2 separate regions of the Sus scrofa genome follow, and region 2 is linked to region 1. Evidence: chromatin contacts called from public HiChIP or PLAC-seq data. All regions are on one chromosome and are shown on one strand. The core of a region is the stretch at or near the end of the contact, and the rest is flanking DNA. Distances in the headings are between cores, read along the strand shown. Region 1 holds the start of ADPRHL2 (poly(ADP-ribose) glycohydrolase ARH3). Region 2 overlaps MAP7D1 (MAP7 domain-containing protein 1).

What was found. HiChIP or PLAC-seq counts read pairs in DNA pulled down with a chosen protein or histone mark.
Region 2: a contact with region 1 is called in an H3K27ac HiChIP or PLAC-seq map of alveolar macrophages. The contact joins the enhancer-like site here to the promoter of ADPRHL2 in region 1. A contact is called at or near these places in 10 of 47 Hi-C or Micro-C datasets (blood, embryonic fibroblasts, fetal heart ventricle and 4 more) and 2 of 2 datasets of contacts at active chromatin or transcription factors (alveolar macrophages and skeletal muscle).

Annotation. Positions count from the first base shown.
Region 1 is chr6:92,237,204-92,239,735 of Sscrofa11.1, forward strand. ADPRHL2 (poly(ADP-ribose) glycohydrolase ARH3) reads left to right here and starts at 1,264. Exons shown (of 6, transcript XM_003127788.4): 1 at 1,264-1,513. The coding sequence starts at 1,297. TEKT2 (tektin-2) reads left to right here. Exons shown (of 10, transcript XM_005665212.2): 8 at 1-16; 9 at 151-230; 10 at 397-922. The coding sequence ends at 610.
Region 2 is chr6:92,313,680-92,316,211 of Sscrofa11.1, forward strand. It overlaps MAP7D1 (MAP7 domain-containing protein 1), which reads left to right. Exons shown (of 18, transcript XM_021095927.1): 4 at 511-674; 5 at 1,354-1,459. Among named protein-coding and RNA genes, the nearest start is that of MAP7D1, 17 kb to the left of the region's middle. Within about 2 kb of position 1,267, at least 15 of the 83 cell types and tissues checked have an H3K27ac peak or open chromatin away from gene starts, as enhancers often do. A contact at or near this core is called in alveolar macrophages and embryonic fibroblasts, where this site is marked.

The sequences.
Region 1 (2,532 bases), core at 14-2,513:
ACTCTGCCGTGACCAGGTATGAGGGCACCCCAGCGGGGCACGGGCTCCCTGGTGGAGCAGGGGTTCTGGCATAGGCCACCCCCTGGCCCATGGGCAGAAGGACAGCCTGGCTGACCTGGGATTCCCTCCCACCTGCTCCTCTACCTCCAGGCACAGTTCGGCCTCACTGATGAGGTTCACCAGTTAGAGGCAACCATTGCCGCCCTGAAGCAGAAGCTGGCTCAAGCACAGTAGGTTTGGGGAGTGAGCAGGAGGGGCGGGGAGACAACTCCCACCACCCCAGCGGCGTGCTGCCTGCTGGCTTCCCTGCTGGCTTCCTGACTCAAGGTGGGTAAGCTCAGCCCTGCCTGCCCAGCCTCATGTAGTGGTGGTGGGTTGTTAATCCTCCCTCCCCAGGGACGCTCTGGATGCCCTGTACAAGCACCTGGCTCGGCTGCAGGCTGATATCGCCTGCAAGGCCAACTCCATGCTGTTGGACACCAAGTGCATGGATACTCGTCGGAAGCTGACCGTGCCTGCTGAGAAGTTTGTGCCTGAGGTGGACACCTTCACACGCACCACAAACCGCACCCTGAGTCCACTCAAGACCTGCCAGCTGGAGCTGACCTAGCGAGGGGCTGAGAACAGAGGGGAAGGCTGGTGGGAAATGAAGTGGAGGTGGGGATAATGAGTCAATAAAGGTGGGGGGTTCTCAGTCCAGAGGGTTCTCTGCTACCCCTGTAGTTGGAGGAGCACAGGCGGGGAACATCATCCCTCAAGCTCCAAGTTCCAAATCCCACTCCTTCCCCTTTCTCCCCTCAGGGGGCCTGTCTCGACCAGGCCAGCACCCCTGGGCTCTAGCTGTGCGACCTCCAACAAGCTCTGCCCCAGTTGGACCCTAGCCTGCCCTCTGGATGCCTAGGAGAGGCCCTGAGGGGGCCAGGGTGATGGGGGGAGGGCTTGGGGATGAGGGGCACCCAGCCCTGAGTGGGGGCCATGAGCGGCGGCTGCCCTGGGAGGGCTGGGGTACCCGGGCACATAAAGGCCTCGGAGCCAGTGACCCTACAGTCTGGCTCAGTGCCCACCCCTGGGGACCCTTTAGTGGACGTCCCGTCCGACTGTGATGCCCTTTCCAGGGGTGGGGGATGGGGACTAAAACCAGAGGCCGAGCCCAATCGAACCAGGGCTGCGGGACCACCCAGGTCACTCGCGCGCGGGAATTATGACTCCGCGCCTCGGGGTGTCGCTGTGGGGCCAGGGAAGCGGCGCCGCTGGGCACGCGTCGGCCGCACCGGAAGTGGCTGCGGATCGGCGCGGATGGCAGTGGCAGCGATGACGGCGGCGGCAGCGGCCTCCGGAGGGGCAGGGGCGGCCCGCTCCCTCTCCCGCTTCCGAGGCTGCCTGGCTGGCGCGCTGCTCGGGGACTGCGTGGGCGCCGTCTACGAGGCGCGCGACACGGTCGACCTGACGTCAGTCCTGCGTCAGGTCCAGGACCTGGAGCCGGACCCCGGATCGGCGGGGAGCCCGCGGACAGGTGGGCGGGCCCGGACGCACTGGGGCACGTGGAGGCCAAGGGTCGCGAGGGACGCTGGGAGGGAGGGAACCGCAGCGGGAGTGAGTGGCCGGATCTGCAGGACTTGCGGGCACCTCGGACTCAGCTTGTTTAAATCCGAGCCCCATCTTCACGAGTCTCGCCCCAGACGTTTGCCGGTTACGGGCCTGGCAACCCCATCCTCCCGCGGTACAGGCCACGCCTAGATTGCCTTGTCCAGTAGTACACCCCTGCCGATTCGACCCGATTTACCCAGTTCTCCTGGATCAGTGCACCACCGGTCCATCTCCACGCAGCTGGGAGTGCGCATCTGAAAACAGATCTGATGGCTGCCTCCCGCGCGCGTGAAGCTCTGCAGTGATTTTCCATTACCATTAAGACAGAATCAAACTCTTTAACGTGCCATCTGTGGCCGGTCCTCCCCTGCGGCCCCAGTTTCATCTTGTACCGCTCTGCATTGCTGTCACATCGTGCTTCCTCTTGCCGAGGCCTTTGCATGTACCGCTGTCCGTTTGCCTGTAAAGCTCTCTCCCCTGGGCAGTCTGCTCATCACCCAGATCTCAGCTCAGTATCACAGCTGAGGTCAAGCAGAGAATGAGTCTTCTGGGAGAGCATATAGAATAGTAAGGGAAAAGGGCCACACCCAGAACCCTGAAGGAGGAAAAGGAGCTAGAGAAGGAAATTGTTTGATAGGAGAAGTGGGGAGATGCGTAACAACAAAACTCAAGAATTTCTGGACGAAGACACTGGTCACTGGTGTGATGGTAAAAGGGGTTAAGTCTCGGGAAATCTAGATTTAGAAAAGCATTTTCAGTAGAAAGTTGAACCTTAGAAGTTAGATTTCAGGAGTTCCCATATGGCACAGTGGAAACAAATCTGGCTAGGAACCATGAGGTTGCAGGTTGCATCCCTGGCCTTGCTCAGGGGGATCCAGCATGGCATGAGCTGTGGTGTAGGTTGCAGACATGGTTTGGATCCCGCATTGCTGTGGCTCTGGCGTT
Region 2 (2,532 bases), core at 17-2,516, 76 kb after region 1:
GATTCGTTTTCGCTGCACCACAATGGGAACTCCCCCTCTACCCATTTTGAAGATGGGGAAACAGAGGCTCAGAAAGACGAAATCTTTTGCCTGAGCCACACAGCTAGGGGAGGAGCTGATTCAGACTCAGAAGGCTCATCTACCCTGAATCATGGTACTTGGAAATCTGTCCTGGAGGCCCTGAAGTCGGACAGGGACCTGGCGCTCAAGAGTTTGTATACCAAAAAACAACAACAAAAAAAGTTTGTCTCTCCTTGCGCGCCCAGAGACTGTGAAGCCAAAGAGGGAAAAACAGGCCTCCCTTGAAGGAATCCCTCATCCTGAGCCCGAGCCCATCCTCAGGATGCCCTTCAATTTGGAGGGGGCGGAGTCTGAGAGCAGAGGCCCCTCCCCACCAGGCAGGCGGAAGACCCGCCTAGGAGGGAGGAACAGGCCGGGCTCGGGAGGAGACTCCTGCCGGGCTGGGCGCGGCAGGACCCCTCACACCCCCTGGGACTCCTTTCCCTACAGCGGCCAAGAAGGCGGTGTGGCTGGAGAAGGAGGAAAAGGCCAAGGCGCTGCGGGAGAAGCAGCTCCAGGAGCGCCGGCGGCGTCTGGAGGAGCAGCGGCTCAAAGCCGAGCAACGCCGGGCAGCCCTGGAGGAGCGGCAGCGGCAGAAGCTGGAGAAAAACAAGGTGCGCTTGTGCCGCTTTCCGACCAGGCACGTGTGGCTCTGTGTGCGTGTGTGTGCACACTTCTGCACGCTGACTCAGTGGGCATGCACATCTGGGTTCATGTGTGCAGCTGTGTCCTGTGGGGACTGCAGACCGTTTGGTTCTGTATGTGCCTGGGTGGGCACCTGTAACCAAGTGCTGTGAGTGTGTGTGTGCCTGTGAGTAGGTGTGCAGAGATGTGTCTGTGTGAGTGTGCTGAGTGAGCTCCTAGTCAGAGCTAGGACAGCCTTGGCTAGAGCACCATGAAGAAAAAGGAAGAAAAACGCAGCCTGGCCCTGCCTGGGGCCTCGGGCTGAAAGCAAACACAGCCCCAAGATCAGGACCCTCAGTGCCAGTGGCTCAGTGCCAGTGGCATCCCAGGCCGGGAGAGTCCCACCCCCACCCCGTCCTCAGAGAAACAGCTCATACACTCAGGAAATGAGTCAAGAACAGTGAAAAGCTCCCCAAGAACGAGTTGAAAGGGATCTGTTGCAAACTGTCTTTAATCATAGTGAGGACTCCGTAACCTTGGTTACTTGTCGTGAGTCAGGGAAACCTTCTCCCGGATGGGGAGGCACCGTTCCCAGAGAGGGGGGAGTCGTTCTCCCAGGTAGGAAGAGCAGTGCTGAGCCCAGACCTCTCCCCCACCCCTCCCCACCAGGAGCGCTATGAAGCAGCCATCCAGCGGTCAGTGAAAAAGACGTGGGCTGAAATCCGGCAGCAGCGCTGGTCCTGGGCAGGGGCCCTGCACCACAGCTCCCCAGGACGTAAGACCAGTGAGTGGGCTGGAGGGGTTGTGGGGTGGGAGGGGGCGGCTGGGGCCTGAGAGGTAGGGGAAGGGAGCAGCTTCAGTGCTAGGAGCTGACCGCTCCCTGCTGCAGGTATGCCTTGCTTCATGTGACTTTCGTCTTCTGGAATGATCTGTAAACCCAAGCCTGTAAAATCAAGTCCTTCCCAAGGATTTCCACTGTCAAGTCAGAGGTGGACTCTCTTCATTTGGTTTGCTCTTCAAACCTCTCATTGGAGTTCCCTTCGTGGCTCAGCAGAAACAAATCATAACTAGCACCCATAAGGATGCAGTTTTGATCCCTGGCCTCAATCAGTGGTTTAAGTTAAGGATCCGGTGTTGCCGTGAGCTGTGGTATAGGTCGCAGACACTGCTCGGATCTGGCGTTGCTGTTGCTGTGGCGTAGGCCAGTGGCTACAGCTCTGATTTGACAACCCCTAGCCTGGGAACCTCCATCTGCCGCGGGGGCGACCCTAAAAAGCAAGAAAAAAAAAAACTTCTCATTTTATTTATTTTTATTTTTTGCTGCACTCACAGTGTGTAGAAGTTCCTAGGCCAGGGATCAAACCTGCACCACAGCAGTGATCCAAGCCGCTGCAGTGACAACACTGGGTCCTTAACCCACTGAGCCGCAAGGGAACTCCCAAACATCTGTCATTTTCGATTAGCCTTCTTTGCTCATGTCAATTACTATTAGCCGATGACACATAAAAGAGGACTTTAACGCCCTACATACACTGGATATTTAAAGAACCTATCACCTCCTTATTTACCTGTCTTGGAAGGTAGATTTTTGTCTCTGAGCTTTGCTCACATAGGGCCAGCCCAAATTTTGGTCTGACTTTTAACTGGCATGTATGTACTGCTGTGTTTGGATGTCTTTATGTAATGGCAAGAGTCAGTATTTCTCCTTGTGTATCTTTTGGTGTATATGCTCATGGATCTGTGCGTTGTGTGTCTTAACATGTGTTTGCCTTGGTGCGTCTGTGGCCTTGTGTACCTCCGTGAGAACTCCGACGTTAGTCAGAATCCGGTCAGGATCCCTGCTCTGGC